Regions from separate parts of the Zea mays genome. Here region 1 is linked to region 2. The links are chromatin contacts, called in public Hi-C maps. All regions are on one chromosome and are shown on one strand. The core of a region is the stretch at or near the end of the contact, and the rest is flanking DNA. Distances in the headings are between cores, read along the strand shown. Region 1 holds the start of LOC100277195. Region 2 holds the start of LOC100283565 (nuclear transcription factor Y subunit A-10).

Region 1 (5,479 bases), core at 410-2,909, 250 kb after region 2:
GGGAAATATAAGTCAAAGGACAAAAGAACAAAGGCAAAATGATAAATCATAAGATATTTCGAGTTCCGCTGAAACATCATAGCACCAAAAAAATAACTATTTATAAAATTTGTGTTGGTATGCTACAGGCTTTGGTATATGTTGTTTTCGTCTCCAAGGATATTTTTCACATATAGACTAGGATGGCATGATATATTACTAGGAATTGCAGATTGCCAAGGATTAGAATGACCCAAACATCAGATTGCATTGTGACCCCACATATATTAGTGAAGGCGACTGCTGAATTCAGACACTATCAAAAGATATCAGTGTAGAGCTTCAACATTTTAATACAAGTTTCAATTCATAATCTTGCACACTTACTAAGGAAAGGGAACATGTTTAGTTCTCTTCAGTTTCTAGAGAAGCACAAATATTTTATGTATTTACTGGTGCTTACTTCTGATGAACATTCGTAAATCCAATTCATGTCTTACATGACTTGTTCAAGAGAATTCAAAAAGATCTTGAGACTTATTTGTTTATCACAAGTGCTTAGCCATTAATGATTGATTTCACAGAAATTTTCAATGTTAATCTGAGAATTGTGTTTTTCCTTAGCAAGCACTTCTACTTGCATTATTCATTATTTGCAAATCACATCACACCACACAGCTCAAGAAAATAAAGTACAGGTGGTTCAAAACCCACGAAACATGAGACGTGCTATCTTCATCATAAGATCAACTCCATATATTACTAGTACCAACTGAAGATCACTACAAATGTCCTGATCAATACAAAACTCACTCTGGAATCTTTTATGCTATCCTTGTCAAACTCAAGAATTCCCTACCATATATCGCACAGAGGGAACTTCAGCAGAAGCTATTCTAGACACTAGTAGAACTGAACAATTCCACAATCCCCTGTCCACCTAAGTCGGTGCAAAATTCATCCTCAGCCATAAAATTGGGCACCTGTTTCCGCACTAGACCCAAAACCGTAGGTGGACATCTAATCAAGCAGGTGCACAGATGGCAAAGTGATGAGCCGGCAAATGCTACCGAGACACCATGTCATACCAAGCTCCCCCAGCACCCCAGGCTAATCGCCCAGTCTAGCAGCAGCAAATAGTGAACCATTCAGGCATCACTTGCAACAGTCGATCAGAGTGGGGCAACAACCTCGGCAAATTCGGCCTGGCGGCCAGGGTTGTGCTGCGACTCGGGGCGGATCTCGATGTCGGCGGACTCATCAACAATCTCCTGCATGGTGTTCTGGATGAACTCGTCGAAGGAATCGAGCTGCTGGCGCACGAGGCCCTTCTCCTCGAAGTAGGCGGATATGACGGCCCAGGCGTCGTCCTGAGTGATATCCTCCTGCTGCTCAGCGTCCCCGTCCGCATCCTCATCCATCTCTTCCCCGCCCCCGCCGCCGTACCCCACCTCGTCGTCCTCCTCCGCGCCGTACCCCGCGTGGCCGCCGCCGTGCTGGTGATGCCCGCCGTAGCCCATCTCCATCCCCTCCTCGTACTCGTCATCCTCCATGGACAGTGCGATGGAGTGGCGGGATGCTACGCTGGGGGTGGGGTGAGGTCGATGTCACGGCGAGCCGCCTCCCCCGACAGCGGTGAAGGTGTAGGGAGTAGGGGCGGGAGGCGGGGCGAAATGGCGAGGGGAAGCGGAACTGGGCACGATTGCCTGATTGGTTTGGGGTTTTCAGGACAGCCAGGAACGACGGATGGGCTAATGGGCTTTAGGGTAGCAACTGTGCAACTGATGCCCAGTTTGACTAAGCCAGCTCCGTGTTCGAATTTATCAGATCGTACAAGCGGTGAAGCCCGTGAAGGTGAAAGAACCCCAGTGGCAAAAGTGGTGAAGTTGTCATTGGGATGAAGTCGACTTCGACTTTGTGGATTGAAAAAATATTTATCGATCTAATTCATATGGCTACGTGAGATTTAGAGAATTATTATGAATGAATCGTATCGGAAGTCCTAATTTGTTTTTATATCCAACTTCGTACTATGTTTGGACAAAAACAACTAGAGCAGCGACATTTTCAGCGGTCAGCCCTATTTTCAACGGCAGATTTTTGTTTAAAGAGCGATTTAAAGCACCAGTTTCAACGGTTATTCTGCGTCATCTTTTTACAAAAAAATCCCTACATTTTTTTCAAATCAACTCAGCGTAAAATATTAAAAATGGTTTCCAAAATCAACTCATCGTAAAATATTAAAAATAGTGTAGGAGTTTGAAACGGAAGAAGGGTGGAAGACACTAGATAAAACTATCTAACCAATAGAATATAATGCTCAAGTGTTTATAATAATGGATATAAATTGTATGTATGTATATATGATTTTTTTTGTAAAATAAAAAAAATAATTGTGTCAGGCCGGCAAGCACTACGGGCCGAGGCTACGGCCTAAGCACAGCAGGACGCTCGTGTCGGGTTGGCTCAGTCACTATTAAATGGGTCATGCCTCGGACCGGCTCGCCAGACACGGCTCATTTGGCCATCTATACCTCTGCACGATAATGATGGTCCTCGCCTCAGTTGCCACCACCCCGTTCGCCATTCTATTTATTTTCTCTCCCCCTTATGCTTCCACCTCCGCGCCACTCTATTATCGGCAAATGGCGTAGGAGCAGGCGTCTCCTCCTCGTGTTCGTCCGACACCAGCCCCGACACCGACTCGCGCAGTGGCCATTGCACGTCCACGAGGACGTTTCACATCATGCGCGGACCATCGTTTTCGCCGTCGTCGGACGTCCCGTTCGTCTTCTCAGCATACGCCATGTTCTTCCTCCCCAACCTGCTGCCCCCACCCACGGTCGCAGCCGCGAGCCGACCGACGCTCGTTGATGCGGGTACGGGGCGAGTCGGTCATGCTCCTGGCCTTTCTCCGTGCGTGTCGTCGAGGAGGACATGGTGGCGCCTGCCACGCTTAGGTTATCTTAGCGATGAGGAGTCCAGGTTTGAGATAGTGGACAACTAAGGTCGTAGTGTGGCAGTAGTCAGCATATGCTATGGAGTTGGTGGCGGTGTTGTGTCGCTTCGGCGGGTCCAGGGCTGGAAAGACACTCGCATTCTCTCGCCCTTCTTGGACTGACGTCTGGTGCGGGTGCCTCTTGGTTTGGAGCTGATCCGGCTAGGCTTTTTTCTCCGCTTGCGTGCTCTCTCCCTATATATCTAGCGGTATACTACCTATGTTGCCTCCAGATGCTCAGGTCTTCGTTGTGTCCTTCTCCGGCAACGAACAGGTATGCCCGCCTCTTCCCTTCCCCTCCTGCTCTACGAAACCTTGTAAGTGGGGGAGACGATGGATGGGTCTCTAATTTGCTGTCTATGATACCCATGCGTTCATAGAAAATATTATGCGAAGAGTGGAGACAACCAATAAAGAATCTTGAGATCTTTTTGGTGAATAATTTATGTGGGTATTATTATGAGCCGTTGTAACGCACGGGTAACTGACTAGTTCGTTTAAAGAGCGACTACGATCGTCCAGTTGGAGCATGGCTGGAGCGTCGACAATCTACGCAAGTTTTTTGTTTAAAGAGTGACTCTGATCTCTTATGTAAGAACGAATCGCTTATGTAAGAATGAATCTGGTTGTAAGGGCCGTGAACGTCTATGTAACACTTGAACATTCAGGTCCGCACTCTTTTTTCTCGCGAAAGAGGTAAGATTTTTAATGAGACGGAGCTTTGTAATAAAGCAACTAACCAAAAAAAAGAAATTGGTCGACTAAAAAGGCTTTCAAAGCCAACATTCGTCCACGAAGGGAGTCACCGCCTCACCGGTAGACCCGTTTGCGGCGTGAGACAGTCACCTCGGGTGCAAAAACGCCACAATGCATGGCCAAATTAAAATAAAATTTTGGTGAATAGACCCATCCGTGTGCAAAAACGCCTCAGGGAAGGGCTAGATTAAAACAAAATCTTGTCGAAGACAGCCAGCGGATGCAAAAACGCCTTAGGGCAGGGCCATATTAAAACAAAATCATGGCCAAGACACCCCTGGCTGCAAAAAACACTCCAAAGCAAGGTTATTTTAAAATAACCTTGACGCTAAACAATACGAAGTCTGACACTTGCCCCCAATCGACAAAGGGGGAGGAAAGCTTTTCACGCTAAAATTTATTTCGTCGATCGGTGGCGACTGTCGCGAAGTGTTTTACATAGATACATCGTACAACAACATGCAAACGACACAATGTCATTATTACAATAGCTGTAAAATAGCGCGAAGTCACAGACTATGTGGCTCCTCCTTCGGAATTAGCCTGCTCTCCCTAAGATTTAAAAGCATAATCTCTGGCTCTCGATTCGCGTCAAAAAGACCAAGACCTGACATGTTAACACGATCCAGGGCGTGGTCACCACTCTCCGCCCTCGCCAAAACATGGCGAGGTCCTAAGTCCTTGTCGCCCAACTCACTAGCCCTAATACGAACCTCCATACCTGACATGGGATCAACCAGATCAAAAAAATCCCAACGTCGACTATGATTGATCCTTCGGACCAAAGGACCATGTCTATCCACTCGTGAAGGGGCCCTTCGCCTCGATACGCCAACATAGATACTACACACTCTATCTGCTCTAATAGAAGGTCCACTAGCGACCCCGGCGGGCATCGACGCCGCGACGTCCATCACAACGAAAAAATCTAAATTCTCCCCAATCAACTCATGATCCATCTTTGCAAGGAAGCCTAGGTTGTCCTCATCTATCGACGACTCAAAATCGAAGTAATCACCAAAACCTTCGGCGCCTAAAGGGCTCCAAAAAGCCAAAGAGTAACACATGAAACATCATCTAATGGGCCTTACTCCGTGATCAAAATGGTGTAAGAGTCGCTTTGCGCAGGCCCCAGAGAGGAACCTGCGGAAAAGCATTGTTCCAAGTACAGCATCAGCTACCATAATTGTTTAAACAAAATCAACAACCACCATGAACAAATTTACACCTTAGCGACATTAGTTTTAGCCGAAGGCTCGGTAGCATGGCTCCCCTCGGCAGCAGTCATCACTGCGGGCACTTGCACGGATGAAGCTACGATGGAGTCAGCCGTCGCGGTATCCAACTTCCCAGCCTCCGCCTCTGTCGCCTTCCCGCCTTTGCTCGCCCCTTCGTAAGCTTGCCTCGCATGTTACCAAAAAGTCAGAACCCGGCAAAAATAAGCCACAAACATAACACCAAACACCTACCCATTCCAACTCTACCACAGAGCGCTTTTGGGCAACCTCACAGTCGAAGGGCACCCACATACGATCCATCATCTCATCAGCCGAAGCACCCGCAGCTTCGCTAACCTCAGCATAAAGACCATTGCTGGCATTGAACTCCGACGAAGATAGGTGTCGGGGACCATAATTAGGGGTACCCCCAAGACTCCTAATCTCAGCTGGTAACTGAAAGTCGCCTAGAGGAGGGGTGAATAGGGCGAAACTGAAATTTACAAAGTTAATCACAACTACAAGCCGG
Region 2 (5,785 bases), core at 937-3,436:
CTCCTGGTGGAGCGTAAAAACTTTAAGTTTTGAGCATAAATCCCTCCATTATAAGCGTAAATACCGAGTCAAATGAGAGGTTGATAGCTCTAGTAGGTTGTTATTACGATCCTATTTTTATGGCAGATCCTAAAAACATGTCAGCCGCATGCATGCGGTTTCTATTTTTATACAGACCCAAAAATTATGGCAAAATCGTGGGAGTTTTCATTGCATGCGCGTAAATTACGAACAACATAAATCAAGGAATTGCCTTTCCAATGTGCATGCAGTAAACTGATATACGAACTCCGTGTTCAAGCATAAAATCGTACAGTTTTTAGCGTAAATAATACATGTGGTAGACATAAAACACAATAATCGAAAAGAAAACTGCATCGGATCGGAGGATGTCACGCGCGATCATCGCTGCGCGCATCTCGCGCCTTCCGTGACGTCGCTCGCTCGAACATCGCGTCTCATACGTCGTCGTCGCTACTCGCACGTCGACGGGCGTCGCTTGCTCGCCGGCCTTGGAAGTGCCGCCTCCTCGGGGCTTCAGGGACGCCGCCGCTTGCCCGCACAAGGGCCCCGCTGTCGCTCGCCCTTTGGATTGGGGAGCCGCCGCCACCGACCTGGGAACTACCGCCACTACTCCGGATCGAGGAACCTCCGCCACCGCGCGTCGGGGTAATGAATTTGCGGCCACCGGCCTGGGAACCGCCGCCACCGCACAAGGGCACTGTCGTCGCTCGCCCTCTGGATCGGGAGCCGCCGGCGGCGGCCTGGGAACCGCCGCCACCGCATGTCGAGGTCGGGGAGCCGCGACCACCGCAGTCACTGGCCGGGGGTCCACCGCCGTCGCTAATGAATCGAGATGGGGCGTGAAAAACTGATCCCTACCACTACGGATTTTCTTTTATAGACGTCTGGACCTGGTCCGGCTCGGCCAGATTGCACTGTCTGGTCTGGGCTTTCTCTGGTTATTGGAAGCCCAGAGCTCCTAATATATATATATATATATATATATATATATATATATATATATATATATATATATATATATATATATATATATGCCATACAAATTTTTGTTTATCCAATAGGTCATGTATATGTAAATTTATGTGTTGGAGGAGAGAGGGTGGTCAAATTTATACTTACTCCATCCCAAAATAGTATTTGTTTTAGTGTGTTAATAGATTCATACAATATTTAATATATGTATCTAGCTTTATAGTCATCAATTTGAATAAAAAAAATAAGGGCCTAACGACTAGTATATTGAGACGGAGGGAGTATAATCGAGCTTCTCATATGCATTTGGCCTCTTAGGCATACATGGTCTATTAAATAGCTATACATTACTGCGCTACAGTATCGTGCGAAAGACATTCTTTTGGCTGCCCGGTTAGAGATAGCCTACCAATGCTTCATCGTATAGCAACCGATGATATCAATTTACGGCGCACACGCACCAGCCAATCGGTTCGTAGCGTCATGTAAACCTGTTGCCGCATTGTATGTAGAAAGGAAGAAAAAAAAACCAGTAATAAAGCACACAAGGCACAGAGTGTGCGAGGTAAATAAAAACGCGAGCTACATGAACCATGGTTCCAGCGGGGAGAGGACCAGGACCACGAGCAGGAGAGCGGCAACGGCCAACCTCGCCCCCGTCGAACTGCTGCTGGTGCTAGTAGTACAGGGGGGGACGGTGACCGTTGCCGCGTGTAGTCCTCCTCTCCCCTGCCCTTTCTTCCCGCGAGCGAAGAAGCAACAGTTGGCAGGTCGTAGGGCCGTAGGCGTCCCGCGCGACCTACCAACCGATTTGTTGGCAAGCGAGCTGCGTCCGGCCGGCTCGCCGTGCCGTCTTCCTGGGAATCTAAAAATCTTACCCTGTACAGTACAGTGGCGACGACAGCGGGCATGGTACCCCACTTGCTGCCCTAAACAAGCAAGGAGCCGCCATGGCGACTTCAGAAATAGAAAGAGGGCGCGCGCAGAGTATCTTATCTTGCATTGCACCCAAGCAGTGCTAGTGGCGACCTCCATCTTTTTACTCTTTTTTTTTCTTAAACTGGGATGCAATGGTAGGGGTAGGGGAGAGAGAGAGAGAGATCAGACGGGAGACGAGAGACTTTTCAAAGCTTAGCTTGCGCCTTGTAGTCTGTACTCTGTAGCTGTGCGTGCCCACACTACCATTTGCTCCCTCTCCTCGCTACCTATGTCCTCGTTCGCTGCCTGGCCGCGCCAGCGCCACCCCTCCTCCTCTAGCAGTCCTCTCTCTCCGCTCGTGTGCTGGTCCATCGCCTGCCTCCTCGGTTTGTCCTGAATCCTTGGACCGACGCACGCACACAAGCTCAGCTCAGCTCAGGTACCGCCGCTACCTTTCCCCGGCCCCCGCTTCAAATCTTTTCGCCCTTTCCCTGCACCGTCTGGGGCTCGATCAGCGTCAGTTACCACGACGACCGATCTTGCTCGCCAGCGAGAGCGACCCCTCCCCTCCCTACTTCCCATGCTGATCTCGGCGCGCTTCTCTTCCTCCTCCCCCAGAGCCGGGCACTGATTTCCCTTGGTACTTGCTCTTCCTACCCAATCATTTTTGCTTCCCTTTCTTCTTCTTCCTTGGTTCTGTTTTCTTGGGTCGCCACTCTCCTCTCTTTGCTTGGTTTCACGCTGCATGTTCTGTAGCAAGCATACCCGGCGCCTGTTTTTCTTTCCCCCATCCGGTTCATGTTCTTCAGCCCTTGTTTCCTTGCGCCCTTTGAGATTCCGCTCTTGCGGATTCTCCAACCTGTGTCTATATATGTCCCCTGCATGATTTCCTTGTCTGTTCCCACCACCTCGCCTAGCAAAGTAGCGATCATTTTAATAATAGCATTTCCACATCAAGCTCTCTAACCCGCCCGTCTCTTAACGAATCATTCGCCCGCAGGCTGCTGCTGCTGGATTCTTTGGTGTTCCATCAGGCCAAGGATCCCGCAAAGAGCTCCGGAGCCAAGCCTGCTGCAGCCGTCGCGTCGGGTGAGGCAGGCTTCAGCTTCAGTCTCCTACTCGACGAGGCAAGCGGATCGGAGCGGGCCTCCGCTCCGCCATGATGAGCTTCAAGGGCCACGAGGGGTTTGGCCAGGTGGCCGCCGCCGGTGCCGGGAGCCAGGCTGCCTCCCATGGTGGAGCAGGCCCGCTGCCATGGTGGGCGGGGCCCCAGCTGCTGTTCGGCGAGCCGGCGCCCCCGTCACCGGAGGAGACGCGCCGGGACGCCCAGTTCCAGGTCGTGCCGGGGGTTCAGGGCACGCCGGATCCAGCGCCGCCCAAGACAGGGACACCTGAGGTCCTCAAATTCTCTGTCTTTCAAGGTGACTCCTTGTTTATTTTTCTTCTTCTTCTTCTTCTGCTGCTGCTGCTGTTTGTCAAGTTATGGATTACTAGAAATGGTTGAATGCGAGTATTTAGCACGCTCATGTTGGATCTGTGCATGCTACCACTATGCCAACGAATATTCGCCTGATTGCAAGAGTTGCGGTGGTCTGGACTCGGAGAATAAGCTCCAGGAATCAATGCAGCCCTGCTGCTGTAGAAGTAGAACTTGATGGGTATTTTTCTTTCTATTCTGTTTCTCCCCCCTCCAAGAACTGCAGGCACTGTTTTTTTTTTAGGTCACGACGGCAGAATAGCATGCTATCTTCTCTCTGTTGCGTATGCATAACAAACATCTAGATGAATTTTAATCTAAAGCTTGTGTCGACGCAAGAAGCTGGCACGGAGTAGATGTACCTGTTTGCATAAACAAAGACAATGCTAGCTATATACATGGGGATGTCGCCTGTCATGCCAGAGGGTGCAATTAGTTGGATATGTCCGTCGTTCTGGGCCCATGCTCCGTAGTACCATTCTCCTCCCCAGTGCTGCCTCTCCTCTACTTTTGATGCCACCGCTGCCGGCTGTTCTATTATTGGCGCCTCCATTACGATCGCCTGCTGCTGTCACTCTCACTGCCGCAACACACTTTTCTTCTGATGAGCGAGAAGAAACCACACACTATTCTAAATACAAAGAAAATGCACATAAATATGAAGACTGCTGATGGCTACAGGCTTAACTGTGGGCAGTCTTGGAGATGGTTATCTCTTTCTAATCCAACCACAGGAGTTCATTATATGAAGGCTCATGGTGAAATTCAGTAGCCCCTTCAGATTCCATAAGTAAATGCATGTCTTTCCAATCCAACCACATGAGTCCATTATATAATTTCTAGCTTGCCATCTACTAGCTTTTTAAAACTAAAACTAGAAACTAGGATGTGTCAGCATTTTATTAAAACATAATATTTTATCTTTTTTTGTCTAATAGTCTATCATAGGGCCCAGTTCTAAATCAGTTGTGGTTTCTTGATCTGCGTCATTTGGAATATATGTGATGTTCTAGTGATTGGGAAAACCGGAAAAGTACACTGCATGAATGCCAAGTTTTAAGGTTAGGGTGACTGGCCACCGGACTTGAAAAGTAGGAGTCAAAAGAAATGGTACTTCTTCAGCTTTTCAGAGTTCGGAGGTACTCTTCGACGTCTTAAAAAATGCAACTCATGCTATCTATGATGGGAGTTGATAATATTTCAGTTTTGCTGTGATTGAGAGGATTCCCAATCGCTCATGAAGAATCTCTACACTGCCTAGTTTTCTGAAAATGGAAGACCTCTAACGGTTTTTCTGATCTTGTGATGTCCAGGGAATTTGGAGTCGGGTGGTAAAGGAGAGAAAACCCCAAAGAACTCTACCACTATTGCTCTTCAGTCACCGTTCCCAGAATACAATGGCCGTTTCGAGATTGGTCTTGGTCAATCTATGGTAATATAAGCTTATCCTTTTATACCTTCTATTCTGAAATTATTACAGTTTCAAAATCATTTCTTTGAATCCCTTCGGTGTTGATCTGCCAACTGATTTCTTTGCAAAAGGAAATAAAAAAAAATACTTGACCAAGTTTCTTTCCAGCTGGCCCCTTCCAATTATCCTTGTGCTGACCAGTGCTATGGCATGCTTGCGGCTTATGGAATGAGATCGATGGTATGGTCTGTTTGTTTTCAGAAAACAGTGTTCTACTTTGTTGCACCGTGTCCTTAAGTATTTGCGTGAACATAGTACTATTTCCTAGCAAGCTTTTGCACCAAGATTTTTTTCGCACCAAAATACTCAGATCACATGTATTCTTGCTACAATCATGCATGTAAACACAAAGATCACCTGATTAATATATATGCTCGAACTTTACCTTATACTATTATTATATAGCTTCATTGAATAAAAGAGCAAGTACAGGTTATGAAGCATGATACTGACAGCATCGCTGAAATTTCTAATAAACGCCAGAACTCTAATGGCCTTTTGTTTTTTCTTCCCCACATGTAACGTAGTCTGGTGGGAGAATGCTGTTGCCACTAAATGCGACAGCTGATGCACCCATCTATGTGAATCCGAAGCAGTACGAAGGCATCCTCCGCCGTCGCCGTGCTCGCGCCAAGGCGGAGAGCGAGAACAGGCTCGCCAAAGGCAGAAAGGTGAGGAGACTCTCTTCTTGTACCTCTGGGTGACCGGCGGCTTAACTTTTCCCTACTTTCATGGCACCCATTTGCGATGTGCTCGATCGCAAACTTTACTGTCACCATTTTGACCTGTGACCAGTGGTCGCTGTGCTGTTCATGCCGCAGCCCTATCTCCACGAGTCGCGCCACCTCCACGCGATGCGTCGGGTAAGAGGCACCGGCGGGCGCTTCGTCAACACGAAGAAAGAAGGGCGTGGCACGGGCGTT

What was found. A called contact is a pair of places that touch in the nucleus more often than the background predicts.
Region 1: a contact with region 2 is called in a Hi-C map of leaf, with 2.6 times the contacts expected there. The contact joins the promoter of LOC100277195 here to the promoter of LOC100283565 in region 2. A contact is called at or near these places in 5 of 25 Hi-C or Micro-C datasets (endosperm, leaf and tassel).

Annotation. Positions count from the first base shown.
Region 1 is chr1:256,720,043-256,725,521 of Zm-B73-REFERENCE-NAM-5.0, forward strand. It overlaps LOC100277195, which reads right to left and starts at 1,660. Exons shown (of 25, transcript NM_001352402.1): 1 at 1,170-1,660. The coding sequence starts at 1,532.
Region 2 is chr1:256,468,993-256,474,777 of Zm-B73-REFERENCE-NAM-5.0, forward strand. LOC100283565 (nuclear transcription factor Y subunit A-10) reads left to right here and starts at 2,187. Exons shown (of 5, transcript NM_001402537.1): 1 at 2,187-2,353; 2 at 2,915-3,335; 3 at 4,705-4,823; 4 at 5,390-5,533; 5 at 5,684-5,785. The coding sequence starts at 3,074.